Linked DNA regions of Mus musculus: regions 2 and 3 are each linked to region 1. The links are chromatin contacts, called in public HiChIP or PLAC-seq and capture Hi-C maps. All regions are on one chromosome and are shown on one strand. The core of a region is the stretch at or near the end of the contact, and the rest is flanking DNA. Distances in the headings are between cores, read along the strand shown. Region 1 overlaps Gsap (gamma-secretase activating protein). Region 2 has its middle 16 kb from the start of Rsbn1l. Region 3 overlaps Ptpn12 (protein tyrosine phosphatase, non-receptor type 12).

Region 1 (3,832 bases), core at 962-3,461:
TTCTCTCTGTTCCTCCAACTCAGTAAAGCTAAAATCCCTGAAGGTAGTGCACAAAATGAAACTAAGAAGACTGGGAAGTTGAGTAAAGAAGACACAGATTGGAAGTATGGTTCTACCACAAGCACAAAGCTGTGGGTTTTATCCATAGCGCTGCAGGGGGTGAGTGGGGAGGTAAGCTCTCTGGGGACTACAAGTCCTGAGATGAGACATGAAGCAGGGATGACCTTTTTTGCATAACATAGTCTAGACTTGAAACTAGAGAAGAGACCATAACGGAAATGACGCCAGGAATAGACAGAAACATACACCCCAACCCCTGAGCCAAAGAAACAAGAGATCCAGAAAGACCAATGATGGCTGCTACCTGCTGTCTAGTCAACCAGTCTGGAAAAATGAAGCCCACTTCTCTCTTTACCCACAAAGGCTGAGTGGGGAGACCAGAGTCCTACCTCATCCAGATACCCCAGGCACTCTGTTCACTCCTGCCAGAACAGAATCAGAAAAGACCAAGTAGAAATCAAGACTGTCACCCCACCTGGAAGGAATTTACCTCCTCTCAACACACAGACAGCTGTATAGGAATTGTGGACACTCGCCCTTGCCCAGTACTGAGGAGGCCCATCTCTTCCTTAGTGGAGCATCATCAGAGATGGTTAATGGGAAGCCAAGATATCTGCTATCACCTTCCCAACACCTACCTAACAGTCCCTGAGTCCTTACCCTGGGGTTGGAGCTGCAAACTGCATCTCTACCTGTGAGTAATGGGGCACCCTCTCAGCTGAGTCTCATCAAAGGAAGGCAAGTGGAGGGCTTGAGTTCCACCACCTAAGCAGGAGTGAGGTGGTGCCCTCTATTCCTCAATGAGCTCTGTATCAGAGGACACTAAAACAGAAAACTAAATAACATCGAGAGTCTCTTGGGAGAGACTCAAACAATGAGTCATGCCAGGGACCAGGAAAACTTCAGCTCAAGTGACAGAGAAATAGGCATTAAGCACTAGAGTGGCAAATATAAGATGCTGTGGCAAAGATTTTAAAGAAGCTGTGGTTTAAAAAACCAAAACCAAAACAAAACAAAAACCCCTTCAGTACGTCTTAGTTAGGGTTTTACTGCTGTGAACAGACACCATGAACAAAGCAACTCTCAATATTTAATATGACAATAAGGACAATATTTAATTTGCCTGGTTTACAGTTTCAGAGTTTCAGTCCATTATCATCAAGGCAGAGTTCAGGCAGGCATGGTGCTGGAGGAGCTGAGAGTTCTACATCTTCCTCTGAAGGCTACGAACAGAAGACTCCCTTCCAGGCAACTAGGAAGAAGGTCGTAAAGCCCATACCCACAAAGACACACCTACTCCAACAAGGCCACACCTTCTAATAGCATTGTTCCCTGGGACAAGCATATACAAACCATCACAAATAACTTTAAAATGTGATTGAATGAAAATTAAATAGAAATTTTAAGAAGGAAATATATAAAGAAAAATGCCTAGAAAATTTGCACCTAAAAAGTGCAATAATCAACTATTTAAATCTCAAATGATAGTAACATGGTTTAAGAAAAAAACTCTATGAACTTGAAGGAAAATGAATACCTCATTTGAACAACACGAAGTAAATAATCTGGGATGGGGGAAAAGGAGCCGAAGCTCAGACTCGGGGCTATCACAAAGGTCTGTGTGAACTACTCTAACGTGTCCAAAAAGAGAAGAGTGGAACTTAAAGACACAGCAGCTGCTGCATGGATTGCCCCAAATTGAGCAAAAGATTTAAGAATTGTATGAAAACCCAAACAAATCCATATGGGCATACACAAGTAAATTTGCAGAAAATAAAGAGCAAAGGAGAAATTTAAAAAAAAAAAAAAAAAAAAACCCTTTTTCAAAAGTGATTGGGGGAAGTGATACCTTGAGTACAGGAGGGAAATAATTTATAAGACAGGTTTCCCATGAGAACTCTGAAGGGGGGAGGGGGGAGAAGAGAGGGAAGAAACAAAGAAAAAAGGAAGGAAGACTTTTTTTCACGACCCAAAAGACAAGACCTGCCATCCTGAATTTTAGACTCAGCAAAATCATCATTCAAAATGAATAAATAAAAGAAATGTGAAGGAAAAGAAAATTGAGAATGTGTGACCTGCACACCAACTGTAAAATACTGGTACTAAAGCTAAGTCTTAAAAGACCAAGAAGATGACATTTTTAAAACAGGAAGCAGTACAGGACACCAGGGAGGAAGAGGAAACAATGGAAAGAGGAACGATATGGGATCATGTAAATGATTCCCACATTCATATTTTCTAAAAGTCATCAACAACAAAGGCAGACGTATGTCATCAAATGTGGGTCTTGAAAAGTGCCAAGAAGCTAAGGCTGCCACTCATCTGCCTATCATTAACCCAGGGCTAGATGTTCAATCCCAAGGTCCACAAGAAAGTAAAAGGTTCAAACTAGAATAAAAGTCTTTTTTAAACTGGGAAGGCTGGCTAGAGAGATGGTGCAGCAGTTAAGAGGGCTTACTGCTCTTTTTTTTTTTTTTTTTTTTTTTTATTACATATTTTCCTCAATGACATTTCCAATGCTATCCCAAAAGTCCCCCATACCCTCCCCCCCCCCACTTCCCTACCCACCCATTCTCATTTTTTTGGCCCTGGCTTTCCCCTGTACTGGGGCATATAAAGTTTGTGTGTCTGATGGGCCTCTCTTTCCAGTGATGGCCGATTAGGCCATCTTTTGATACATATGTAGCTAGAGTCAAGAGTTCCGGGGTACTGGTTAGTTCATAATGTTGTTGCACCTACAGGGTTGCAGATTTCTTTAGCTCCTTGGGTACTTTCTCTAGCTCCTCCATTGGGGGCCCTGTGATCCATCCAATAGCTGACTGTGAGCATCCACTTATGTGTTTGCTAGGCCCCTGCCTAGTCTCACAAGAGACAGCTATATCTGGGTCCTTTCAGCAAAATCTTGCTAGTGTATGCAGTGGTGTCAGCGTTTGGAAGCTGATTATAGGGTGGATCCCTGGATAAGGCAGTCTCTAGATGGTCCATCCTTTTGTCGCAGCTCCAAACGTTGTCTCTGTAACTCCTTCCATGAGTGTTTTGTTCCCAATTCTAAGAAGGGGCACAGTGTCCACACTTTGGTCTTCATTCTTCTAGAGTTTCATGCATTTGACAAATTGTATCTTATATCTTGGGTATACTAAGTTTTGGGCTAGTATCCACTTATCAGTGAGTACATATTGTGTGAGTTCCTTTGTGATTGAGTTACCTCGCTCAGGATGATGCCCTCCAGGTCCATCCATTTGGCTAGGAATTTCATAAATTCATTCTTTTTAATAGCTGAGTAGTACTCCATTGTGTAAATGTACCACATTTTCTGTATCCATTCCTCTGTTGAGGGGCATCTGGGTTCTTTCCAGCTTCTGGCTATTATAAATAAGGCTGCTATGAACATAGTGGAGCATGTGTCCTTCATACCGGTTGGGACATCTTCTGGATATATGCCCAGAGGGCTTACTGCTCTTATAGAGGATACAGGTTCAGTTCCCAGCCCATATGCGGTAGCTCACAACTCCAGTTTCAGGGGATTCAATGCCCTCTTCTGGCCTCTATGGGCTTCTGCATGCACATAAGCTCACACAAGGACACATACATTTTTTTTTCAAAGACAGAGAAAATATTGGAAACAACTGTAAATTTAGGAAAGTCATTGACTTTAAAAAGTAAGGGTTCCAGTTTCACTGGAACTGGTCAGTGGTCTCCAGCAGATCTTAGAGATGACAGCAGAGATCTATCACTGTGTACATGACAGCAGTGGTAACAACAAAATCTTGCC
Region 2 (3,832 bases), core at 514-3,013, 230 kb after region 1:
TAAGTACACTGTAGCTGTCTTCAGACATTTTTTCTTCTCTCTCTGGCCCTGCTCGCTCTGGACCCGCTCACTCCAGCCTTTAAAGTTTTTAATAATCGAATATGAGACATAACTCTTCAGTCTCCTCACAAAGTGATTTTTGTTTTGTTTTTCTCTTTTTAGTTTTATGTTGATTCGGTTTGGTTTGGTTTTTCGAGACAGGGTTTCTCTGTGTAGCCTTGGCGGTCCTGGAACTTACTCTGTACCCAGGCTGTCCCAAACTTAAGAGATCCTCCTGACTCTGTCTCCCAGGTGCTGGGATTAAAGGCATGCACCACCACCCAGCCATAACACAGGTCTTTTTGTTCAGTATTTGATATATATAGATGTTAAAAAATACAAAAGTTGAGTTATAGCAACCCGTATATCAGTTCCCTGAGTTCTATAGTAACTGTTGTATTTGCCTTAACGTGTGTCTAACCACGAACGCGCTCCCCTCTTCATCCTCTGATCAAGGTGTGGGTATACAAGAATAAACAAGCATAAGGGAACTTTTCCCCCAGGAATAGTATTTGGCCACTGGGGGGCGTCAACGGGCCATAAAGTGTGTTAGGAAGTCCTCTGTGGTGAGGAAGCTCCACAAAGGGCTTCTCTGGAGTGCCAGAGCTGGTCAGAAATCTGCAAGTCAGCAGCTGTTTGTCTGCCCCTTGGAGTCTACACAGGCCAGTCTACAAGGCTGACTGCTGGTTAGCGCGTTCATGATGGAGGAGAGGTTGGAATGTTACAGATCCAAAATCGGGCATCTCAGGTTAGCTTCAGCCCCTAAATAGCCACTTTTTGCCCACCTCTGTGTATGACCTTGCCTGCTTGTTAACTTCCACCAAACAGAAGCTGAGAATGTAATCTGATAGCGTCTCCAGGGACGAGCAGAGTTTGCCTTGCTGCGACTCTCCTGCCTCCTGATGTCCTCATCCATGTACTTGAAAAGTGCTCTGCTATATGACTTCTTCCGTTGTTATTCTAAAACTATAAAATGTTACTTCATAAAAACATGGAGTTTGAGGGGTTGAAGGGATAATCCCGGCTAAGAGTGGTGGCTGCTCTTTCAGAGGACCTGACTTCAGTTCCTGTCACCCACACGGTGACTCACGACCATCCCAGGGGACCTGATGCCTCTTTTCACCTGCTCGGGCACCGCATGCATATGTGATGCTCATACATATAGTCAGGTATACACACATACTCAAAAATCTTTTTTAAATATGGGGTTTGAGGTAACCTCAGTTTGTTTTCCTGGACCACATTCATGCACGTTTTGCTTCAGAATAAACTCTTTCCTTTTTTTTTGAGAGTTGATGCCCTCACTTCTTTTAAACAGTTATCCAATTCTGGAAGAAAACCCACATCACTGGCAGCAAATGAGCTTTTGCAAATTCTAATCTAATTATGTGGATCATTAACTTGGGTCAGAGAGCTTAGTTAATGTTATATCTATGAAAATAAGCTGACAACATGTGTTAAGTGTTGGTGCTTGTGAGACAGGGTTTGGGGCAGTGTGTTCCCTGCCCCCCTCCCAGCTAGGGCTAGCTTCCCATATGCAAATGCTCCACTCCGCTAGAGCACACAGCACCAGTGTTGGCTAACTGCAGGCTGCTGCTCTCTGTGAACACAGGGTCAGGTTTATCACTGTCGCCAACTCTTACACACAGCACAGTCTAGCACACCCCAGTGCTCAGCACATACTTACCACAGGAATGAGTGGATTAAAATAGAATCACCACGTTAACGTCACTGCCAATCAAAGTTAAGCAACTAACCTGCTTTGAGCAGAGTAGGTTGAAAATAGCTACATGATTGGTAGCATCAAATTCAAAAACGGAAGTGTAATAGAAAATGTAAACTCTTTTCTCCAAACACAAGAAATCTTCAGGGCTCTAGTAGGAAGTGTTCTTTTCTGTTTCTGTCATGGTCTCCTACCCTCTTTTAATACATTAACACCACTGGGGCTTTAGCTCAGTAGGCGAGCGTTTGCTTTTTTGTTGTTTGTTTTTGTTTTTTTCGAGACAGAGTTTCTCTGTATAGCCTTGGCTGTCCTGGAACTCACTCTGTAGACCAGGCTGGCCTCGAATTCAGAAATCTGCCTGCCTCTGCCTCCTGAGTGTTGGGATTAAAGGCATGTGCTACCACTGCCCGGCGACTGTTTGCTTTTTACAGGCACAATCCTCAGGGTTCAGACCCAAGTACTAAAAGGGGGGGGGGGGCTTAACTGTAGAATAAGAGCAGGAGCAAAAAGGTCTTGCTGGACGTGAGGCCGCGTGTAGGGCCTATTGTGCTTCCCGCTTCCCACACGTACAGCAGGAAAACCGGATATGAGGGAGCCCGCGGTCTCCTTCTGGGGTTAGCGGACGCCATCAGAAGCCAGGGAAGTTTTTCAGAACTGCGCAGGTACTTTTCAAGTACGAGAAAGGAGTAGAAATGTCCCAGAAGGAGTAGGATGTTTTTAGATGGTCCCTGATGCATGGACGAGTTGGGGCAAGAGCCGCTGGACCCTGTCCTTTTGGCCACTTCTTTCCAGTATCTGGGGACTGCTAAGATGGGAGGTAGGGATGGGGGGTGGGGACTTTGAGCCTGTCATGGGTTTTCAGTCACTTTGGCATGGAAAGCCATTTCCACACTCAGCATATATCATCAAACTATACACTATGGCTATTAGGAACATTATTATTATTATTATTATTATTATTATTATTATTATTATTATGTTGTTGTTGTTGTTGCTGCTGCTGCTGTTGTTTTTTAAAGATTTGCTTATTTTTATATGTATTAGTGTTTTTCCTACATGTTTGTGTGTACACTTCAGGTGTGCCTGGTACCTACAGAGGCCATAAGAGGGCGTCATCTCTTGGCACTGGAATTACTGACATTTGTGAGTTACCACGTGGGTGCGAGAACCAAGTTCTCTGCAAGAGCAGTCAGTGCTTTTAACCACTGAGCCATCCCTCCAGCCCCGTTAGGAGAGTTTGGTCTTTGTTACTGTTAGTTTGGTTTTTTGTTGTTTGTTTTCCTGTCTCCAGAGGAGGATGGGGGATTACTTGTGTCACAGTGTTCTGTGGATAGCAAGAAAGACTCATTTCAAATTTACTTGTTCTCTTATGTAACATCACGACAGCCTGCCCATATAGAGACGCTGAGACAGAGTAGAGAGTTCTTTCCATTTGTTGGTTGTTGAGACACGAGGTAGGCCTGGCTGGCTTGGAACTTTGTGTAGACCAGGTTGTGCCTGACTCTACTCAAACCTCACCTTTGAGGTGTTTAACTGGGATTAAAAACTTGTGCCATGTCTTAATCAGGGTTTTGTTTTGTTTTGTTTTTAAAGATTTATTTATTTATTATATGTAAGTACACTGTAGCTGTCTTCAGACACTCCAGAAGAGGGAGCCAGATCTCATTTCGGATGGTTGTGAGCCACCATGTGGTTGCTGGGAATCGAACTCAGGACCTTTGGAAGAGCAATCAGTGCTCTTAACTGCTGAGCCATCTCTCCAGCCCTTAATCAGGGTTTTTATTGCTATGGTAAACACCATGACCAAAACCAAATGAGGGAGAAAAGTGTTTATTTCAGTTTACAGTTCCACAACACTGAGAGAACTAAGGGTAGAAAGCAAGGCAGGAGCTGATGCAGAGGCCATGGAAGGGCTGCTTACTGGCTTGCCCCTCCTGGCTCCCTCAGTTCCTCTCAATCACTAATCAAGACACTACTCCCCGGACTTGTCTGTAAGCCAGTTTTATGAAGGCATTTTCTCAATTAAGATTCCTTCTTCCAGACATGTCTAGGTTTGTGTCAAGCTGGCAA
Region 3 (3,832 bases), core at 750-3,249, 180 kb after region 1:
TTTCTACCTGTTTTGATTTGACATGTAATATTGAAAGTACTTACATATTTCTTAGAAAATAGTTTGCTAATTTCCTTTGAATGTTTAACATGTCCATTGTTGCATAAGCACACTTTTAAACAGCTTTAACATACAGTTTCTATACCATGAAACGTACCCATTTTAAGTATATAATTAATTTTCAAAGTAAACTTAGGTCATGCAGTGACTAACCCAATCCAGGGTTTGGAAATTTCATTACTTTCAAAAGTTCTGTATTTAGTCCCAGGCAGCTGCTAGTATTCTTTCGGGTTCTGGATTTTGTTCTTTAAGAAATTTAACATAGCTGTCATTTCATATATTATCTGTGGCGCTTGATATCATTAACTCAGCACGTTTTCTTGTTATATTTGTGTTATGGTAGTATTGGTGTGGTAAAGATTTTTGTATAAACACACTTTTATTCTTAAGTGCATATGTAGGAATATCATTGCAGACCTACAGAAGTTTATATTTAACCTTTTTGGTTTTATGCGGCAGCAAGTTGCTGTGTAGCCGAGGCTGGATTCTGAATTCTTACTCCTCCTGCCTCAGCCTGTAACAGTGAACCTTTAGGCATGTACCACAACACCTAGCTTCTGTTTAGCTTTTTAAGAAAATTGAGATAAATGTATTTCAAAGTCACTATCCTGTTTTCTATTTCCAACATTAGTATGTAAGCACCAGTTGCCCACATTCCTACCAGCACTCGTAAGTTTTGGATTTTTGCTTGAGACTGTGTCTGCTTGGTATTAAGCTGCTAGCTACAAGCATCCTTCCTTCCTCAGCCTCCTGAGCAGCTGAGTTAGAGGTGTGAGCCATTGTACTTAGTTAGCTGCAGGACTTTCCTTTTCTGAGTGTGTACACCTGTTCACACGTGCTTGTGGAGGCCTGAGGTCAATGCTGGCAGTTTTCCTCAGTTGCTCTTCAGATTGAAGCAAAGTCTTAATGAAGTTCAGAGCTCACTGTTAAGGCTAGTCCCACTGTCTAGCTGCTCATATGTACTCAGCAAGCACTCAGCTGCTTCAACCACGAGACATCGTCCCAGGTCCAGACTTCTGGTGATAGTTTTTCTAGTGCTTCTTGATGTGTTTCTAATTTGATGTGTTTTTCATGTGCTGTTAGCTAATTCTTTGGTGAAAAGTCTTCCAGTTTTTTAAAGAAAACTTTATTTTAATCTTAGTGTGTTATAAGAATTCTTTTTTAGAACCAGTAAATCTAAGAGGTCCTATTGTTAGAAAAAAATAATGAAAGATAAAATATTTGTTATTTTCAGTTCTGTCCAAATGAAATTATAGATAAAGTTTATTACTGTGGATTTCCAGTGGAAGCAAAAACAATAAACCATTTGCAATCCTGAAAAAAAAAAAAAAAAAAGAATTCTTTTTGTTGTTCCTGCTTGGGTTTGAAATAGAGATCTCATACTTGCCTTAGCCTCAAACCTTCCTAGTGCTGGGATTACAAGTGTGGATTAATGTCCAACAAGAGTTCTTAATACATCCTGAATCCTAGAAACTATTCCCAGAATTAAATTTCTCTATTAGATAAAAGGTTACTTACCTATGTTTGTTTGTTTGTAAGGGCTAAAAGTGAGAAAGGCTTTGGAGTTGGTGAAATGGAAATAGTCTGCCTATTTTGTTGTTAAATAGGAAGATTATATTACTTCACATTGTGTATGGTTAAACTTTTTCATCTTAAGAAACTTTTAAGAGTAAGGAAGAAATTCCCACCTTGCACGTAGGCAGCCTAACATGTAGGCTAAGGATCTTAACTATCATTTTGGAACCAGTTGTTGTACTCTACCTTAGAGGTACTTTGACTAGAGAGTGGTATGCCGTATGGATAACAGTTATTAACTGGGACCCCTTATTACTGGCGAACATAGTAAGAGGAAGCATTTACAGTTAGTCAGCATTATCCTGACTGAATATTCTAGCCTCATGTATCAGAAGCAGCATTTTTGGAACATCTATTTTCTTTTCTAAATGGTACTTTAAAAAGGGAAGCCACATAATGTGAATGAAATCAGTGTCAGAGCACTAGCAAACATGTAACCATTTTAGTGCCTGAAAAATTTTTAGAGATAGTTTACATAGAGATTATTCTTATGTCTGTCTTATATCTCTTCCTACAAATTTCCAAAATAAAGATTTTATCCCCCAAAAATAAGAAAAAAGAACTTTAGTGCTTTATATAATATTTGAACCAATGAAAAATAAGTTACTCATTGTAGTTGGCCTTGTAATAGTTTAGTTTATGCATAGCTGTTTCCATTTCTAGTTTTTCTTTTTGTATGTTAATTGGCTTTCTGATTCATTGTGGATTAAAAGGCCATAATGTGATAGTCATAGTTACAGTGTACATATTCTGATCCTTTCTAAACCAAAGGTAGTAATTATTAGGCAGCTCTAATACCTTACCAACCAGATGTCTGAGGTTTCTTTAAATTACAAGTAATAAGATGTGTATGTACCTCAGGAACCACCCTGTCTTCAACCATGAAGCTGTACATTAAGAACAAATATAATTCTGTAGTATTCTTTTTTTCTTTATGTATGTGAGCATGTACATACATGTTTGTGCCTGTGTCGGTTTATGTGCACCACATGTGTGCAGGTTCTCTGGGGAGGCCAGAGTTCATCAGATCCCTTGAAGCTGGAGTTACAAGTGGTTGTGAGCCATCTGGCAGGGGCATTGAGAATCACTGTGATCCTCTGCAATGCAGCAATGGCCTATAACTACCCAGCCGTCTCGCCAGTCTTTAGTCTTATGGTATTAGTCCCCCAAAATATATAGTTTCCTCCTGGTCAAAAGTCATAAATTAGGAAAACTTGTAATTTGAAGAGACAAAGAAGAAGGAATAACTAAATCTATGTGTAATCTTAGAAAACATCAAGAAAATTGTTACTTAATAGTTTTATAACTGAATTTTCTGGGTTTGATAATTATGCTGTATTTATATAGGATTTTAGTCTTAAGACAGAAAAGGGGGCTATTCCTATAACCCCAGCACTTAGGAGGCTAAGTACAAAGAATCATGAGTTTGGAGGCAGAGACAGGCAGATTTCTGAATTCGAGGCCAGCCTGGTCTACAAAGTGAGTTCCAGGACAGCCAAGACTATACAGAGAAACCCTGTCTCGAAAAACCAAAAAAAAAAAAAAAAAAAAAAAAAAAAAGAACATAAGAATCATGAGTTCGAAACTAGTCCAGACTGTATAGCAAGGTCCTGGTTGAAATATTCCTACCCAACACAAATTTGTAGCTATTATTAGAAATCTCAGTAGCAGTTAGCTATAACTCTACATTATTTTTGCAATTTCTATCTAAATCTAAAGTCATTTCTAAATATTTATTATAGTTTTTTGGGTTTGTAAGATTTTGGTCTTTTGTTGTTGTCTTGAAATAGGGTCTCTCTAGAACTTAGTATGTAGACCAGGCTGGCCTTAACATAGATAGAGGCTTACAAGATGACTCCATGAGCTAACTTACTTGCTGCCAAGCCTGACGACCTGAGTTGTTTCCAGAGTCCACGTGGTGGAAGGAGAGAAGCAGATGCTGCAGTCCATTCTCTGATACAGCCCATGTGGCACGCATGTTCAATACTGTCCCATGCCCTCATATACACATAAGTAAACAAACATAGTTTGAGTAAGGATTTACGTAACTCATTAATGCACAGCAAAATAAAACAAATCCTGATATTGGATCGTAAAAGATTGAGGGTTTTTTTTTTCTTACATGTCTAATTTTTTTCCAATCATGTCATACTTTGGTATCTTAATTCATTAGTCATGATTACTTAGTTTTTATAAT

The links. HiChIP or PLAC-seq counts read pairs in DNA pulled down with a chosen protein or histone mark. Capture Hi-C pulls out chosen DNA fragments and counts their contacts.
Region 2: a contact with region 1 is called in an H3K4me3 HiChIP or PLAC-seq map of bone marrow-derived macrophages, with 5 times the contacts expected there. The contact joins two enhancer-like sites. A contact is called at or near these places in 8 of 39 promoter capture datasets (the 3T3-L1 cell line, 3T3-L1-derived adipocytes, the C10 cell line and 2 more), 1 of 15 datasets of contacts at CTCF or cohesin (CD8 T cells), 2 of 484 Hi-C or Micro-C datasets (natural killer cells and neutrophils), 5 of 115 datasets of contacts at active chromatin or transcription factors (bone marrow-derived dendritic cells, bone marrow-derived macrophages, memory CD8 T cells and 2 more) and 2 of 9 other capture datasets (adipose tissue and liver).
Region 3: a capture Hi-C map of bone marrow-derived macrophages shows a contact between it and region 1, with 4 times the contacts expected there. The contact joins two enhancer-like sites. A contact is called at or near these places in 2 of 484 Hi-C or Micro-C datasets (the AML12 cell line and bone marrow-derived macrophages), 1 of 115 datasets of contacts at active chromatin or transcription factors (bone marrow-derived macrophages) and 1 of 9 other capture datasets (bone marrow-derived macrophages).

Annotation. Positions count from the first base shown.
Region 1 is chr5:21,200,755-21,204,586 of GRCm38.p6, reverse strand. The region is part of intron 3 of Gsap (gamma-secretase activating protein); the gene reads right to left. Among named protein-coding and RNA genes, the nearest start is that of Gsap, 16 kb to the right of the region's middle. Within about 2 kb of position 2,211, at least 16 of the 459 cell types and tissues checked have an H3K27ac peak or open chromatin away from gene starts, as enhancers often do. A contact at or near this core is called in bone marrow-derived macrophages and memory CD8 T cells, where this site is marked.
Region 2 is chr5:20,965,937-20,969,768 of GRCm38.p6, reverse strand. No RefSeq gene overlaps it. Among named protein-coding and RNA genes, the nearest start is that of Rsbn1l, 16 kb to the right of the region's middle. Within about 2 kb of position 1,763, at least 90 of the 459 cell types and tissues checked have an H3K27ac peak or open chromatin away from gene starts, as enhancers often do. A contact at or near this core is called in bone marrow-derived macrophages and memory CD8 T cells, where this site is marked.
Region 3 is chr5:21,022,863-21,026,694 of GRCm38.p6, reverse strand. All of the region lies in intron 2 of Ptpn12 (protein tyrosine phosphatase, non-receptor type 12), which reads left to right. Among named protein-coding and RNA genes, the nearest start is that of Ptpn12, 31 kb to the left of the region's middle. Within about 2 kb of position 1,999, at least 5 of the 459 cell types and tissues checked have an H3K27ac peak or open chromatin away from gene starts, as enhancers often do. A contact at or near this core is called in bone marrow-derived macrophages, where this site is marked.